Linked DNA regions of Mus musculus: all the other regions are linked to region 1. Evidence: chromatin contacts called from public promoter capture Hi-C data. All regions are on one chromosome and are shown on one strand. The core of a region is the stretch at or near the end of the contact, and the rest is flanking DNA. Distances in the headings are between cores, read along the strand shown.

Region 1 (3,407 bases), core at 317-2,816:
GTCTCTGACAGATCGCTACTGGAGACAGGGAGAATAGCTAGCAGGGAGGCACAAGAGACAGCCATTTGGCTCCTGGGAGGCATAGATGTTAGGGTGCCCATACCCTTCTTCTCGCCAGTGTAGGGCACCAAGTCATCACGCTCTTTGACTTCTAGCGCCTGTTGCTCCAGGTACTGCAATAGGGCATCTCTGTCCAGTGGCCCTGTTGGACTCTTCTTTGTCTGGTCACGTTGTCTCAGGCCAGCTGGCAAGAGCATGTTCTTAGGGATGAATTTTGGGGAACAAATTAAGCACTCTCCAGACAGATATTCCCTGGTCCTTTTGGGATTTCATGTCTTGTTCTCAGCTACCTAGAATCACTCCTTCCCACATACAAAGGGATGCCCTGGCCTGTGCTCCTACCTCAGGATCCATTTCTTGTAGCTCACAGTCCAGCTGTTCTAGCTCTTCAGGGCTCAGGGTCCTTAGGATCTCATCTTCGTCGATGTCTCTGTATTTCTCCAGTTCCTTCTGATAGGATGACATGGTGGCCCCTACCCCTTCCCCACGGTGTGACACTCACAGCCTGGGGGACATGAGAAAAGTTGTTGGATGTGGACACTGAGGGCACAAGAAGTCCAGCCATAGTTAGGACACTGACCTTAGAGACTAGAGTCTGCCAGGGATGGGAAAATCAGATAGTTCACTGTTAGTTTCCCTCCTAGTCCCTGCACTTTCTAGCCATTCTAGATGGGGATTCTAGTCTCCAGGCTGGGTCTATCCACCCACCGTGCGATGGAGAAATCCTGGTAGCACCCTCCCCTACAACCTTACCCGGCAACGTCTCTTGCCCTGACACAGCTGCTGGAGGCCCTGCCAGCACAGCTGGCTCCACGCCCAGTTCCTATTGAAAGGTGGGAGGGGGAGGCAGAGAGCTCCAGGAAAATTCCTCCTTTCTTCCCCATTACCCAGGCCTGTTGGAAACTGGTAAGCAAGGAGGCTTGACTGGGTTAGAGTGGTTGCCTCTAATGACACCCTCACTCCCTCCTTCATTGTCAAGGACCAAGACCTCACTTTCTGTGTTTGCTAAAAGTCTAAATCAGAAGGGAAAGTAAGGCTTAGAAGCTGGGGCACTTCCAGATTGGGGGAAGGGCAGTGTGGCCTCAGAAGGCATTCGGTTCCCATAATCTGTCACCAGAAAGGTGACACTGGAACCCTGGGTAAAAGAAGAAGAAGAAGAAAAAAAAGTCTTCTAAATGAGGAGGTGGGATGATAAACTTGCACCACCTTTCAGTGGGAAAAACAGTCAAGCTCTAAATACATACCACACTCAACATGGAAGGTGATACTGAGCGTGAGGCACTGACAAGGCAGCTACAGAGTCAAGACAGAAACATCGGCGGCAGGACACAGCAGAGACATGCCAACTCTCTTCCCCTAGGCCCACTCTGCCATCTCCCACCAGGCTCTCACCCGTAAGACCCCTTGTTCCCACCTACCAGTCCCAATGGTCACCTCTCACCTCCCCTTGTCAGTTGGTCCGTCTGTTCTACTGGGACACTGTCCGGTCAGCAGGAGGAGTCTGGTGCCGGGGGAGAGCGTGGGGGAACAGTGAGCTCAGCATTTTATTATTTTAGCTCTGGCCAGGTGGGGAGTGGTGGGAGATCACATATACACAGACCCCATACCTTGCCCAGCCCTGAGAGCCTCTAGTGGCCAGTATCAGCCATGACATGTCCTCTTTCCCTGCAAGCAGAGTCCTCCAGTGGAGAATCAGATGACTCCTACGGTAGGGTACCAGTTCTGCTCAAAGCACTGAATAGAAGATGATGTATCAATGTAACAGCCATTGTGCCTCACACCTGAATTCCCTTGACAGGGGACACTAAGATAGGACTGCTACAAGACGGAGAGCAGCATGAACTTCATGGTGAGCTCAAAGCCTTGTAGTAATTTTTTTTTCCTTTTTAACTTTTTTAAAAGGGAGAGGGGGCACATGCCTTTAATCGTAGCACTTGGGAGGCAGAGACAGGCAGATTTCTGAGTTCAAGGTCCAACCTGGTCTACAGAACAAGTTCCAGGACAGCCAGGGCTAGAGAAACCATGTCCTGAAAAAACGAGAGAGAGAGAGGTCTCAGGTGGTTAAGACTGCTGCACAATTGTGAGGTCCCCGCACCTACATAACAGCATAACAGGGTGGCAGACACAGGAACATTGGGGGCTTGCTGGCTCCTGATAGCCTAGAGAACAGGAGCCCAGGTTCAGAAAGAGAGCCTGTCTCAAAGGATAGGTGGAATTACAGATGACCCTGCCTGGCCTCTGCATAGGTGCACCACCCGACACGTGGTTGTATACATAGACACATACAGAGACACACACACTCAGTGTAAGGATTTTGTTCTGGTATTTAAGAGACTATGTACTGGCTGGTTTTATGTGTCAATTTGACACAGGCTGGAGTTATCATGGAGAAAGGAGCTTCAGTTGAAGAAATGCCTCCATGAGATCCAGCTGTAAGGCATTTTCTCAATTAGTGAACAAGGGGGAAAGGCCCCTTGTGGGTGGGACCATCTCTGGGCTGGTAGTCTTGGGTTCTGTAAGAGAGCAAACTGAGCAAGCCAGTAACATCCCTCCATGGCCTCTGCATCAGCTCCTGCTCCCTGACCTGCTTGACTTCCTTTGGTGATTAACAGCAATGTGGAAAGTATAAGCTGAATAAACCTTTTCCTCCTCAACTTGCTTATTGGTCATGATGTTTGTGCAGGAATAGGAACCCTGACTAAGACAGACTAAGAGAGTTAAATATGGATAACCCAGGTAAGTGTAATAAAAATGATAGACATGAGTGCAGGCATCTTTATGACACCCACTACTTAGTAAATACATGCTACTTAAAAGGACAGAGCAGGAACAGTGATTTACCCCTCTAGGCCCAGCGCTTGGAAGGTTGACATGGGAGGCTTGCTTGAGCCCAGGAGTCTGAAATTAGTCTGGATAAATTAGCAAGAACTTGTGGTTTATTTATTTATTTATTTGTTTTTTTTTTTTTCCAAGACAGGATTTGTCTGTTTAGCCCTGGCTGTCCTGGAACTCACTCTGTAGACCAGGTTGGCCTCGAACTCAGAAATCCCCCTGCCTCTGCCCCAACCTTACACATCAGACAAAAAGGATTTTACCATTTTATTAGATTAAAAAAATGAAGAGCACAAGTAAATGAAATGAACTAGGGAGGAACTGAGGGAAACAAGGGCGAAGGTTGGCAGAAGGGAGGGCGGAGTGGAGAGCCAGGTCAGGAGAGGGACTGTCTAGGGGTCAGGTGTCTCTATTTGATGACAATCTTCTGACGCAAGGCTCGAGGCCCAGAGCCAGGTAGTGGCTCGGGGGGTGGGGGCCCGGGGCCCAGCGCCGAGGCGGTGGGTGGAAGTCCG
Region 2 (3,407 bases), core at 578-3,077, 1.6 Mb before region 1:
CTCCTTTAGTCTTGTTTACTAGAAGATAGCTACCAAAATGTGTAGGGGAGAAGTCCCCAAGTCTCAGTAATTGGCCAGACTTACTCCATCTGTCAGTGATCGCTAATTTCTCTGCCAGTGAAATGAGCCAATTCAAGCCAAATTAGATTAGATTAAAGGTAAATTTGCCGGGCGTGGTGGCGCACGCCTTTAATCCCAGCACTCGGAAGGCAGAGGTAGGCGGATTTCTGGGTTCCAGGCTAGCCTGGTCTACAAAGTGAGTTCCAGGACAGCCAAGGCTACACAGAGAAACCCTGTCTCGAAAAAAACAAAAAAACAAAAAAAAACAAAAACAAAAAAAAAGTTAAGTTTATTAGGAAGCTGTCCTAAGGGAATCGCCATAGGGTGGAGGAAAGGGGGGGGGAACGCACAAAATGTCTGGATTATATAGGGAAGAACCTTGGGGGAAGGGCAGCCCAGCCCCTGGGCTGGAAAGTTTAGGGTTGAGGCCTTAGAATGCCAGGTAGGGACTGAGGGATGCTGGGAGAACCTGGAGGCCAGGGCTGCTTTGAGATGTAAAATATGCACCTCAGCCCCCTTGTCCTGGGGTCTGAAACCAAACAGTCCAGAACTACCATCTTCCTTCTTTCTCTCATACATGGTATATTCATAGATAGCCACCAGGGTGGGAACCAAGGCAAACTTCTCAACAGAGACCCCAAGAGAATGAGAATGGGGTCTGTGAACCAAAGCACAGAAGTCAGCTCTTAAACGTGGATGGCCCAATGGCTAGAACTCAGGCTTACTCGGGACAAGGATGGGGCGAAGCCAGAAGATGGGGGAATGAAGGTCTAAGGTTCTGTAGGATATCTTCTGGTGTGGTTCCTTGGAGACTGTGTTGTGGTGGGGCAAGATCTCTCTCCTTCTAGGGCTCCCTTCTGTGAATGTCTAGAAGACCTAGTCACGGGTGGACCATTAGCTCTCCCAAGTTCTTTTCCTCCTGGTCTCCTTTTCAGGAATGTGATGAAAACCTTGTCCTTCTCTCTACCTTTCCATCCTTGGCTCCTCCTACTTGTTTTTATTTCTCCACTGGCTCAATAACTTTTTTTCTATCCAGTGGTTCACACTTCTCTACCTCTCCAACCACAGGACCTCATTAGGACAGTTCCTTACTCTAAGCCTCCAGGATGCTCCTGCCTCATCTCTTAAGGTACGCTCCTGTACAGCCCCGCCCCCTTACGTCTCAGCCCCCCTATCGGTACTGCCCAAGGCTCGGATGCCCACAGCAGCCCCAAGCCTAAGCTTCAGGTCCCCGGGAGCTTGATAACATCTGGTCCTCGGGTCCCATCCCTACGGCTCCCCCTCACTGTCACACCTCTTGGCCTGATGGACTCACCCCTACGCCTCTAGAGGAGCTTTCCCTCGCCCGCCTGTACCCTGCAACTACCTACTACTAAAAGCGGCTACGGCCCCGCGTCCCCGCCCCTTGTGCCTCGGCCCTCCGGGGCGACAATTCCCCCCTCCGCCCCACCCCTGCATCTGCCCTGCGGCCCCGCCCCCGGGGCGCCACCGCAGCCCCTTTTCGCGGCCGCTGCCCGCGCATCCCTGTAGCCAGTCCCTGCCACGTCGCCCGCACCCACCCCATCCCGCTGCGCCCAGCCTGGTCGCCTCCCCGCCTCAGCGGGCAGCCGAGCGAGTCCTGCTGGGGCTGGGGGAGGGGGCCGGTACCTTTAACTCGCCCAGCTCCGCCATCTTGAGACATCGCAGGCGCCCCAGCCCGAGCCGGAGCTCAGGCCCAGGGACCGGCGCAAACTCTCCGCCCCAGCGCCGGCCGCAAAGGCCGCCTGCTCCGCCCCGTCCGGCCCCCTACACCTCCCCTTCCCGGCCCCGCCCGCCGGGCTCCGGACCGCCGCCGGCCTCGCCCCTTCTCCTGCAGCCGGATGGCCGGGGCAAGTCTCCCGGCGGCGGGAGACACGGTGGCCCCGCAGGGAGTGTGCAGCCCGGGGATCTCGGGGCCCTGCGGGTAACGACGAGAAGGCGGACCCGAAGGGATGGGCTTTTAGGCAGCCAAGGATACTTGAAAGATGGAGGGAAAGTATCCGGAACTGCCGGAGCTCCGAGGGATGGGGGAGGGGCGGCGAAGTTGGAGCCCCTGTCCCCCGGAGATCTCCGCCGCAAGTTTAGTTAGCGAAATCCCAGAGTCCCGCCAACTCTGAAAGTGATGCTCTCCTGTCCTTTTTGGGGGAAGTTGGGGACTTGCGAACTGTTGGAGACGGCTGTTCCGAATTCTTCACCTCCCCCGAACACAGCAATTACAAGCTTAGGTCCTGCTAGCGCCATACGACTCAAGGCTTGACAGGCAACAAAGTTGGGTGCGGAAAGCAGGACTTACCCGCAGAGTTGCGGGGGTGAGCCCCGGTGCAGAAAGGGCTCGCGCAGCTCCGGCAGTCTGCTGCACGGCTGGAGTTCAGTCGGGCAGCTGGACGCTGCAGCCGCAGCACCGCCCGGGCCTGAGCTCCGCCCGGCCAAGCGTTGCTGCTGGGGCCGCCCCCTCCAGGGTAAGCCCGCCAGGACCTCGGAGAGGGGAGAGGGGCGGAGCCCAGGAGCCGGGCGGGAGTTATTAACTCCTCTGAGCGCTGAGGAGAGAAGAGATTCTGGGCATTCAAAGTTTGAGTAGTCCTTTGATCCCTTGCGGGAGGGAGTGTAGAGCCTGGACTGGGCTGGACTGGGACTATGTGCATTGGGACTCTGGTTGTTTAGAAAGGTTATAGGATGAGATCTCCATCTATCTGGGGGAAAACCTGGGCTACAAATGGAAAATAAGCAGCCCAATCCCTACAGATAACCCTCTATCTCCCAACCTCCAAATATGCTTTCAGTAACTAGGGATCCCACAGTTGGTGAACACAAGGAGATACAGGTACAGAAGACACACTTCTGCCCCTCTTTAAAGTGCCTACTTCCTCCTCCAAAGCTTTGGACCCTCCAAAGGGCCCTGTTTCAACCAAGTTGGTCACTTAACCTGACGATTTGAGTAGTTCATTTCTTTGTTTGTTTGTTTGTTTGTTTGTTTTTCGAGACAGGGTTTCTCTGTGTAGCCCTGGCTGTCCTGGAACTCACTCTGTAGACCAGGCTGGTCTCGAACTCAGAAATCCACCTATCTCTGCCTCCCGAGTGCTGGGATTAAAGGCATGAGCCACCACTGCCTGGCTGAGTAGTTCATTTCTATATCTATAAAGATAGCTACTTTAAGGCACTGTTCCTTATACTAGTTATCGTAAAAACTCCACATTTTATAGTTGTTTGGGGCCTCAGGGATAATGTCATTTGTCCAGTAAATATTTGTAAAGGGGGGAGGTAAATATTAAAGTGGCAATCAGGGATTGCTAGGTGCTGAGGGCTTAAAACCATTCGAAAGCTCAGTCTGG
Region 3 (3,407 bases), core at 647-3,146, 1.5 Mb before region 1:
CCCAGGTGGCCTTTGGTACATGGAGCACTGTGGAATCCCCCTATAGAGCAACGATAAACATCCCCTCTCCGGTCACCTGATGGCCCATCCCAGGGGGCACCCACCAGCATCCTGGAAGGAGAATATGGATATAAAGATCCGGTGAGCATGGTCCTTAGTATAGTGAGAGGGAGAGTGCATGAGACGTCATGGAGCCCCAGGCACTTTCAAAGGCCAGCTTGGACCGGTCCTCCCCTTTATCAGTGAGTGCATAGTCCCGATCCCACGGTCCTCTGTTTTCCCTCTCACCATCGCTGTCCACCCCCAACATGCTGTAAGACACTGTATCCAAATTCGGCCTCTGGTGGCCCTGTGAAGAGTCGTGGGTGGTGTTCATCCAGATTAAAGGAGGAGCAGAGACCTGAGGGGTGAGGATCATAATTAGCATCCACCAATCAGTTAATGAAGGACTGGTGAGGCTTAGTGGGAGACAAGACAGGAGGGAGTGTTTCTATCTCAGCTCTCCTGCTCTGTGTCAATGTCATGTCCTCAGAACCCCAGGTGGGATGATTGGATGATTCTCTTCCTGTGGGGTGGGGGTGAGGGATCCTAAGGCCCTCGGCCATGCTGAAGCACAGCTGTATTTCCATTCTCATTCCTGAAATCTCATTCACAGACACATCTGGATAGGTCAAGTTACTCTTTCCACATCATTCCTCCTACACATTCTCCTCTCTAAGCCTCGAGAGTCCAAAGAGGGAGAGAGGGCTTTTCTGAGGATGCAGAGTCACCACCCTTTCCTAATTCTTCCCAAAGCCAGGGCCATGGGAAGAAACGATGGCAAGGAGCTCCCTGCCCGGGTGTCTCCTCTTTCTGTTTCTTCTTGTCACACTTGCACTTTCTCCAAGGTTGAGAGTGCTGGCTCCTTCCAGCCCTGCCAACCTCAACGCTAATTAAGTGGGTGGAACCACCGGCCTGCCCACACACAGTTTGCCATCTATCCCTGTTAAGGGTCCTATCACCCCCAAGACTCCCCCCCACCACAATCTCCTCATCTCATCCACCTTACAAACACCCCTTGCCTACTCCCATAGTTTCCTCAAACTTTAGTCCACGCTTGGGGTCCCCATCTGTGCCCTACTGATTCCTTTCTCCTGACCCCAATTCCCATAAAATCAGAGCTGTTATTTTAGGAAACAAAGATTATAGGGCACTAGCAGGGAAAAATTCCAAGCCTCTTATCCCTCCCATGATTCTCTTCTCTACTGTCTTGCTCTTTGCATCCAAGCAACCCTCCATCCCCCAAAATCTAACTTCAACTCACACTGTGCTCATTTTCAGAAAAGGTATTTTATATGTGAGCCTTTTTTTTTTAATCCAGGAAATTGGCAGGGCTATGAGACCAGAAACTGTAGCTCGGTCGTTAGGCGAACCCAGAGTTCTGACCACATAGTAAGGCAATTATGCCTCAGGCACCAAGGAGCACCAATGGCAGGGAGAAGCAGGGAAGGTAGGAATCAGTGTAACCGAATGGAAGATGAGAGACACGTCTCTTTTCTGTGCCCTCATGTCTGTGGAGTTTAGGACAAAGGTTTTAGATAATTAGGTACAAAGGTTTAGATAATGAGGTACAAGCCAGAGGAAGTTTTGGCCACTGCCATTTGGGTGTCTAAGAACATGAGTGCACACAGGAAATATAGCATCGGTATTAACCTCCGACCTGAGCGCCCGAAGAATTTTAGCCATAATGGTCCCAATTATAAACAATCCACATAACTTCCATTCCCAGCAGAAACCAAGTTTGCTTCCCTCACCTGTCAGCAACGCCAGGGGCAGGAGCAGGTGAGGGATGGAGAGAGACTCCATGGGCGCTTGTCCGGTCCAGTCCGAGAGGCTCTGAGTCGCTCTGTCCCTCTCCTTGGCTGTTTTCGTTACTTTCCCTCCTATCCTGCCCCCTCCCACTGGCAGCTAAAAATAAAGTTGGATGGAATGGGAGTGGTGGTGGAAGGGAGCTGTGGGGAGCCCAGGACAGGAACACAGAGCAGCCTTAGTCCAGCTCTCTACCTTGGTGCTGCCCCCTGGAGGCCTCAGCTAATATTCAAAGAAAACACAAATTTTGACCCTTTCTGAGGCTACTTTTATGCACGGTTTATTTATTCAATAATTTCCTCCAGTTTGGAACAGAAAGTAGGACTTAGAGACAATATTTTTTGCCTTATTAATCTTAACATGGGATATGCAAAATAACAGCTGACAGCAGTGACAGCAGCATTTTCCTACCTACTGTGTGAAGGGCAGTCCTACTGTGTGACCTTGCCAATCCACTGAGTTATGGTCATGCTTGTGTGTGTCTAATAGCTTTTGGGGAGTCACTGCCTGTAGACAGGTGTGCTTTGTGGTGTCAAGATAATTACTTTGGTTGAAAACATCTCACCCCTAACTTGAGGCTGTTCACGGATTGTTTTGAATTGGGACCATTATGGTGTGTCCGCACCTTTCCCCCAACATTTAAATTTTCAGTGAAATCCTGTAACCATGTTAGCTGCTAACGCCAAGGAAAGCCATCCACAGTCAGAGAGCTAAGGCTTACAATGACCAGACCATGAGAGACCAGATGTCAACGAGCAGCTGGACACAGTAACACTCACTGTAGGCTACTCAGAAGCCTAAAGCAGGGGAGCTCAGAGCTTCAGCCCTGCCTAGGTACCACAGTGAAAACAGGCAATCCGTCCCCCCACCCCACCCCCGCCATCTTGAATTGAATAAAAAAGTCAGTGAGCAAACTGATCTTTAATTTGTTAGCCTAGAAGGCTTGCTTGCTCTGTGGGCAAGGACCAGTTATTTACATAGAATCATTGTACAGTATTTACAGGAAGAGGCCAGACATGGCATCAGCCTGGGTAGTCAGAGAAAGAGCAAGAGCCAAGTGCGGAAGGAAACTCTAATATCAACGTGTACGCAGAAACTGGAAAGTGTGGAGGCAGTCTGCTGAGGCAGACCCAGGGGAGAAGCCTCAAACAGCCTGCAGCGGTGTGAGCGAAGAGACGCCGGGCATGAAATGAAGCCTGGGAAAGTATGGAGGGTGGAAGGGAAGAAAAATGCTACATGAGGTTTCAGAAAAAAAGAATACAATTAGCACTTTGCTATCCATAACTTAAGCTTCCCCTACCAAAAAGTAACCCACCCCCCTCCTTTTAAATATCTGGCCAGGAGGCTAAGAAAGAGAATTCTGTCTCACGGTAACAAATTCTTAACTAGACTCAAGACAGAGAGATAAAGGGAAGAGCTATGAGATTCTGGCAATGGGACTGAATGAAGCCCAACTGCAGAGGCCTGCAGGAGCCTTCCCTTAGCACTGCCTTCCTGACCCGTCTTTGGCAGGTTCTTCCCCTCATCCCTAAGGATCTGGATTTTAACTTCAGTCAAGG
Region 4 (3,407 bases), core at 251-2,750, 1.5 Mb before region 1:
ACTGAAGCTTCCAAAAGGAAGCAAAGAGTGGGGCGGAAGGAGGTCAACCAACAGTCTGGAAAGAAAGAAAGAGGGTGGGGTGAGCTGTGCAACTTTTCTCCTAGAAAACAGCAAGGAGGCAGTCACTTTTAGACCCAGGAGGACCTGATCAAGGAAACAGAAGGGATGTGTTGGAAATTCCAGACTTAAAGTCTGAGTCATACACCCTTCACTGTGTGTTCCTTGTCGTTTAAACTATGAATTTGGAACCAGGATTCTGACAGGAAATTGGTTAACGTTGCCTAAACAAAAACAACAAAGAAAATTCTCACATCCCTCTTCCCAGAAATTAGGCATCTTTAAGCCGGCAATTTCTAAGCAAAATAAGGTTGTTGCCTGGCTTGTTTCCACAGAATTTAGCATTGAGTGAGCCAGGGCCTGAGATTTATCCTCAGTTCCTGGGCAAGGGCCAGGAATACAGCGCCAGACAGACAGAGGCCCGAGTTGTGAGGCTCCAAACTAAGACACTAAAGCGAGGCACCAAGTCACAGGAAGCTGGCACGGCCTCAATGGTGTGGGTTCAGATTCAAAGGAACAATTATTGTGAGTGACTTTTGAAAGCACTACCTAATAATTCTCCAGCAGATCTGAAGTCATGGTGGAAATTTCATGGTGGGAGGTGGGGTGGGTAAGTTAAGTATGTGAAGAACTAAAAAGTCGAGATTCAGAAGATGAAGTACAAGGGCTCAGGAGATGGGAGTACAGGAATTGCTGAGATCAGAGAGAGAAGACAGAGAAGGGTAAGGATGAGAAATGCCCTGGGTCTGAGATAAAGGAGAGGATCCCACACAATAGGGGCGGGTTCTTAAAGGGAGAAGGACATTAAAATCTTAAGCCTGCTGACAGAGAAAAAGTTGGGAAGAAAAGAGAATTGCATCTGAAAACAGGAGTCCCTGAAGAATGCATTAATAACTCGTGTGTGTGTGTGTGTGTGTGTGTGTGTGTGTGTGTGTACACGCGCGCGTGCGCGCTTGTGTGTGTGTCCAGAAGGAAACTCCCCAAAAGGAAATGCATGCGAAGGCTGGACGCCAAGCGGAGCCACTGTGAGGACAGTGGGAGCTGTGGGAGCCAGGCTCTTGACTAGAGGGTGTCCCGCAGGAGGCCAGTTCCCGACACTTACCTCGACCGTAGCCCTGCGTGTGCTTGGCGAAGCTCCTCACCACCGCCTCCACAGCCTCGCGCAGCACCGCAGGGCTACCCGCGGCGCCGGGGGGCAGGGGCAGCCCGGGGGCCCCAGCCAGAAGCAGCGGAGGCGGGGGCGGGGCGGGGGGCGGCGGGGCGGGCGGCGGGCCCACGGGGGGTGTGGCGGCGCTAGTCGGGGCCCCGGTCACCCCTGGCCGCAGCGCTCGCAAAGTGCCTCTCCCACCGACGCCTACACCGGGCTGCAGCCGCTGTGCTCGCATCGTCTCCATCCCGGTGGCCGGCGGAGCTGGGCCCCGGAGCCTGCCAGCCTGGCGAGCTAACGGTCCCAGCTACCCCAGTGAGCAAGAGCCAGGGGATTGAGGGCGGTGCCGGGATCCAGCTGTCAGTCAAGAGCGGGCGGGACGAACCAGATGCCATGCCAATCACTGGTGGAGAGGGAGGAAAGGGGTGGGCTCCTGAGCCACCTTAGGCAAATGATTGAGGAAGGCGGAGGCACGGGAACCAATTGAATAAAGAAAAGGCTAAATCGTCTAAGAGAGAGAGCTTCGGAGCATCTTTGGGAATCCTGTGGTAAGCGATAGAAATCCGGCCAGACCCCTGGGGCGGGGCTTGAAGGGAAAATAGGCCTGGATGCAAGGCTGGATAGAACTGTAGCTGGAGAGGTTTCTTAAGGACCATTTGTCTGATCACTTTACTTTCTAGATGTAGATGCGGTTCAGAGAAGTGATGTGACTCATCTTTAAGTTCATACACAATTGGTGGTGGAGTGAAAACTGAGTATAGTGCTGACTTTAGTGAGAATATGCTATGTCATATACTTGAGTGCACTGCCTTATTTAATAGCTGCCAAGTACAAACCAGGTTTTATTTTACAAACAAGAAAAGTGATGCTCAGGAAGATTAGATACATGAAATGGCTGGATGGCAAGGGAGATTCAGACATTAAGTGTTTTAATCCAAATATTTTCCTTTTTTCACTATTTACATTCAGGAATGGTTTTCTGACTTCAGCTACTCACTAAGGGAGTCAGAGAACGTAGAATGTGTTTATCACTGTACAGAAAGAGTGAGCTAGAATACACTCAGAAACCTATCAAACAGAGAAATTCAGGACATAGATGGAAAGGGTGCTTGATCCAGGTAAGTCTGGGTTCCAACAGTTGTTCCCAGCAGACATCCATGCACACAAGCTGCGACACCCTTTTGTTGACTGACCATTCCTTTTCCCCTTAGGTGAAGTTACTAGCCCCACCCCCTCTCCTAGGGTTGGCTAAGAGACCTGGGACTATGGAGGTTAGAAGAAAATGAATAAAGGCACACCTGGTGAAATGAAATTAAACCCTGTATTTAAAACAACAACAAAACCTGTGTGGTCAAGATGTAGGAAGTAGCATCTGCTTATGGAGAAGAGGGGCAGTAAGAATCTTAAATCATTAAAAGTCAGGCATGGGGAGGCTGGGGGGAGGCCCACCAAATGCCTTAAAACCTCAGAACACAGGGCCCATTTGCCTTTTCTTCTACAACCACTACTGGTCAGTTGGTCTCCTGGAAAGAAAGTAGCTGCAGCCTCTAGATTGGCTCCCTGAGTAGTTGTGACTGTAAGTCTCACCCTCCCATGCCCTCTCTCTTCACCCCCCCCCCCAACCCACACTTTCAGGCAGCAGTGACAAAACAGACTTCTGAACACATTTATTTGACAAGTGGTAAGAGGACTGACTTAGGCTTGCTCCCCACTTCTACCTGTGGGGGGTTGTTCATAAGCTCAGACACACAGAAGAGCAACTTTGAGCCCATGACCTACCCCTGGGGTAAACAAGACAATCTGGAGTGGTATATGTGTGTGTGGGGGGCACAGGGAGGGAATAAAAAGCAGGAAACTGAGAAGTGGAGAGCGTGGAAGGCAGCAACAGAAGTGAGATTGGGAGCTGCTTTGGGAACCCCAAGAACAGTGAAGAAGACATCCTGAAAAGCGGATGGGAGCAGGGTGTGAACAAGGAGCCAGGCATGGAGAAGCAAGGCCTGCAGAATGGGGCGAGATAGTCATGAAGAGAAAGCAGACTGTGCGAGGGGATGCTAGGCCACGCTGCAGGGCACACAGGGAAAGCAAGGGTTCTTCAGGAGGGGCAAAGATACAGGAGACCAGCCATGAGTGGGGGCTCCCTGCTGCTTCGGAACAAATGTGAGTCTGGGACCCTAGCACAAGTGGTCCTCTGTTGGTGTGCTGT
Region 5 (3,407 bases), core at 339-2,838, 1.1 Mb before region 1:
TGTTGACATTGTTTCCCCTCAGCTGTGGGGGTAGGAAAGGCTCCCCAGCCACAACAGCACACAGTGGCTCAACAGCCAGTGCCCCCCCAGGGCCACCAAGCCCAGGAGGGAGAGAAAGAAGACAAATTCTTTGAGCTGGTGAGGAAGTCGTGCTATATTTAGCCTGCAGAGCAGCACAAGAGTGGCTGAGCCTGAGGAAGAGAGACAGCACTGGGAGAGGTGGAGTTAAAGGAGACCAGACTGGGATTTACCAAGTCCTTTAAGGCTGACTGGCTTCACCTGACCGGAAGAAACATGTCCATAATTTTCTGCAGAAGGTGGAAAGGGCATGTGGAAAGGGCTTCGTAAGCAAACCTTTCAAGTAAACTGCTCAGGTCCAGACGGGCCCCCTAATCAAAGCCCCTGCTTTGGAGGCCACCCAGGTTTCCATCCCATCCCATGCCAGGTCATTAAGAAGTGACAAGGTCATGAAGAAGCAGTCATTGATCAGAAGATTCCCACTGAAAAGGACAAGGGGCAGAGAAGATTCCAGAGTGCCCCCCACCCCCACATCACAGCTTGATAACTGACCCTCTTACCCCTCCGCAAGACTGACAAGACTGAGCCTCACCCCTACAATCTACCCCTGGGTTTGGAAGATGGGAGCATCCAGTTTGGGGGGGTGGGGAGGTGTCAGCTGAGAATGTACACGGAGAAATGCTCACGGAGAAATGCTCACGGAGAGGCCAGGGATGTAGAGAAAATGTTTCACATGCATAGGCTTAGGGACCGCCTCTGCCAGGATTGCGGAGACCCCCAACCCCCACCTAGCCTCAGCTCTGGTACCAGGCATGAGGCCCTGGAACTGATTACATGGCTGCTCCCACCCCTGGTCCTGCTGCTGGACAGGTTCCCACCATCCTTCTGCGCCCCTCTCCTGACCCCCTCAGTAAGCGCCTCTAGTGCCAAGCCCCAACACCTGGTTGCTTCCCATGTCTGTCTGCCCAGTGTTTCATTCCTTCTATCCTTCACCAAGCCGATTCCTCTACCCCCTAACCCACCCAAGTCCAGGCAAGAGCGGCTGTACTCATTCTATGGCCCCAGCCAAGGTCATTTACCATGGGTGGGGGGGGGGGAGAGGGGGGTTGGGGAGGGACGTACATCAAGGTGAGGAGAGGATGGAGTTTGAGGGAACCTCAGCTTACCTAACAGCCCCTCACCAGGTTTATGTAATGGGGACTTTAAGCTAAGGTAGAAAAAAAATCCTCGCATATGTATGTATGTGTGTATATACATACAAATACATATATGTGTATTGCACATATATATTTATTTATTCAAGTATATTCTCAAAGCAATTGAAATAAATGGCCCATTCCCCAAACCACCATCACCCCCACCACCACCCTCACCCCTACAGCGGGGACAGTCACCCTCCCCATAAGCAAAGCATCAGAGATAAAATGGCTGCAAGGCTAGACGAGGATGCTTCTGCCCGGGGCGGGGTAGAGGTGAGAGGAGAGGGGTCTCACCTGAGCTTGGTTCCCCGGGTCAGGGAGTCCCCGGGTGAGGGAGGGGGTCCAGCCACAGGGCTGAGGCGGCAGCGGCGACTGCTCCTCCCGGTACCAGGGGAAGCGGCACTGCAGACCTGCCCCCCGCACGCGCTCCGGCCCCGCCTCCGACCCTCCCTCCCCCGCGCCAGTGAGCAGCGGGAGAGACCATTGTGGGGGGTGGGGGTGGCGAAAGAAAAGATGATGGGGCGGGGGGGGGGGGGGGGGGACTTAGGACACAGGAAGAAAAGATGAAGGAACTGGAGGGGACTGTCAGGGTGACAGCTGGAAATGACAGTCTTTCTCAGCCCCTTCCTCCCTAGCAAAAGATGCCAGGAATTAAAGACACTAGCAGTGGTTAGGGGAGTAAGTGGAGGAAATAGACAGGTGATGAATGAGGTAGCCCCTTCCTTTGCACCCAAGCTAGGATGAGAGAACCCAGGAGTCCCAGCAGTTCTTGCTGCGTTAAAAACAGCTCCCTCCCCTTCCACACTGCTCCCTGGAATTAAAAACCCTCTCCTAAACCCACAGCTTGGACTCCAGGTTCACCTTGCTATGTGAGAGGACTCAGAGATAACAAGGTGTGGTTTCTGTACTCAATAGTCAGAGTCAGTGACAACTGGGCCCCTGTCATCTGTCTCCTCCAAAAACAGTCCAGACTGTTTATGTACAAGGACCTCCCCCTCCCCATTTCTATTCAATTGCTGGTAGCAGAGGCGGTGCTAGAGGAGTTTGTCTGATCAACTGGACAGTTCCCTTTCTAACCACACTCTCCAGTGACTCAAAAATACATACATACATACATACATACATACATACATACATACATACATACATCCTATCAATTAACAACCTCCTCTTGTGTGTGTGTACGTACACTGGCTTGGGTTCTCCTTTTCTTGAATCTTTTCTGTTTTATTGTCAGGTAACCTGGACTGACAGATCCAGAGGCACTTCAAGGATGTACAACCTGAACCAGTCTACTCCAGATAAAACCTTGGGATTGTCTGGAACAAGCACTGACCAAAGCACAGCCCAGATTTCCACCGTTGGTTTTGACCAAGTCCCCTGCCTCTGTGAACCAACAGGCTTCTTGTCTAGAAAATGGAGTGTTTTGGATGAGGCGTCTTTTTTAGCTGTAATACCATGAGACTGCTCGGTTAAGTGTGGGTCTAGGATGCTGGGAGATACTGAATACAGAAGGCTGGCAGCCTGTGTGCTCAGAGATTTCCCAGATGCCATTTGACATCTGAATTTACTATGCTAGGGATATGAGCCTAAGTTTTGGAGGACCCAATGCTGGATTTTGGAAATGTATGGGTCAGTAAGGTTCACAATTAACTGAAAGTCATAATAGATACTAATTTATCCTAAAAAGTTACCTCTCACCTAGACTGAAGATTTTTGTGTCCGGTACACTCTCCCCCTTAAGCCAAGTCAGGACCATGTCAGTGTAAGTCACCCAATGACATAACGGAATGAGAGAACTTGTATCTTTAATGGCATCTGGCCATCCCCAGTAGGAGGCCAATGATTCCAAAAACTCTCCTGGCAACAACTCTCTGCCCCACCTCTACGAGCGGGGAAGCTTTGCCAATGCTCTAGGAGTACTCTTAGTCTGCTGGCTGGAGCACTCTTTCCAGGATGGTACTTGGAACAGCTCTGCCCACATGGGCCCCAGGGACTAGCCCTTTACTAGACTTTCATTGATGAACCCTCTTAAGGTTTAATACATCTTTTAAACACATTATTCCCCATTTTAGGTTTAGCCAGGCCTTGCTGGAGGGAAGCTGTGTCTTCTCTTTCAGGTGCTTCTGCACACTCTGCACTATTTCCTAGCTTTGCAGAAATCTATCACCCATCAGCCAAGGGCAGCAT

Evidence for each region. Promoter capture Hi-C pulls out the DNA fragments that hold promoters and counts their contacts.
Region 2: a contact with region 1 is called in a promoter capture Hi-C map of liver, with 5 times the contacts expected there. The contact joins the promoter of Pias3 here to the promoter of Tmod4 in region 1. A contact is called at or near these places in 2 of 39 promoter capture datasets (liver and pre-B cells) and 1 of 9 other capture datasets (liver).
Region 3: a promoter capture Hi-C map of erythroid cells shows a contact between it and region 1, with 2.2 times the contacts expected there. The contact joins the promoter of Itga10 here to the promoter of Tmod4 in region 1. A contact is called at or near these places in 3 of 39 promoter capture datasets (erythroid cells, hippocampal neurons and pre-B cells) and 1 of 9 other capture datasets (liver).
Region 4: a contact with region 1 is called in a promoter capture Hi-C map of neural stem cells. The contact joins the promoter of Lix1l here to the promoter of Tmod4 in region 1. A contact is called at or near these places in 2 of 39 promoter capture datasets (liver and neural stem cells) and 1 of 484 Hi-C or Micro-C datasets (B cells).
Region 5: a promoter capture Hi-C map of hippocampal neurons shows a contact between it and region 1, with 5 times the contacts expected there. The contact joins the promoter of Sv2a here to the promoter of Tmod4 in region 1. A contact is called at or near these places in 5 of 39 promoter capture datasets (the C10 cell line, erythroid cells, hippocampal neurons and 2 more), 1 of 115 datasets of contacts at active chromatin or transcription factors (astrocytes) and 2 of 9 other capture datasets (adipose tissue and liver).

The regions. Positions count from the first base shown.
Region 1 is chr3:95,122,673-95,126,079 of GRCm38.p6, reverse strand. Tmod4 (tropomodulin 4) reads right to left here and starts at 1,566. Exons shown (of 10, transcript NM_016712.4): 1 at 1,502-1,566; 2 at 403-565; 3 at 104-260. The coding sequence starts at 525. It overlaps Vps72 (vacuolar protein sorting 72), which reads right to left. Exons shown (of 6, transcript NM_009336.2): 6 at 3,029-3,407. The coding sequence ends at 3,302.
Region 2 is chr3:96,695,496-96,698,902 of GRCm38.p6, reverse strand. It overlaps Pias3 (protein inhibitor of activated STAT 3), which reads right to left and starts at 1,827. Exons shown (of 14, transcript NM_001165949.1): 1 at 1,708-1,827. The coding sequence starts at 1,731.
Region 3 is chr3:96,644,073-96,647,479 of GRCm38.p6, reverse strand. Itga10 (integrin, alpha 10) reads right to left here and starts at 1,896. Exons shown (of 30, transcript NM_001302471.1): 1 at 1,794-1,896; 2 at 289-400; 3 at 2-111. The coding sequence starts at 1,845. It overlaps Pex11b (peroxisomal biogenesis factor 11 beta), which reads right to left. Exons shown (of 4, transcript NM_011069.3): 4 at 2,099-3,407.
Region 4 is chr3:96,599,226-96,602,632 of GRCm38.p6, reverse strand. Lix1l (Lix1-like) reads right to left here and starts at 1,500. Exons shown (of 6, transcript NM_001163170.1): 1 at 1,160-1,500. The coding sequence starts at 1,451. It overlaps Gm52628 (a long non-coding RNA gene), which reads left to right and starts at 1,534. Exons shown (of 2, transcript XR_003954672.1): 1 at 1,534-2,322; 2 at 2,416-3,051. Ankrd34a (ankyrin repeat domain 34A) reads right to left here. Exons shown (of 2, transcript NM_001024851.3): 2 at 2,855-3,407.
Region 5 is chr3:96,179,408-96,182,814 of GRCm38.p6, reverse strand. It overlaps Sv2a (synaptic vesicle glycoprotein 2 a), which reads right to left and starts at 1,588. Exons shown (of 13, transcript NM_022030.3): 1 at 1,512-1,588.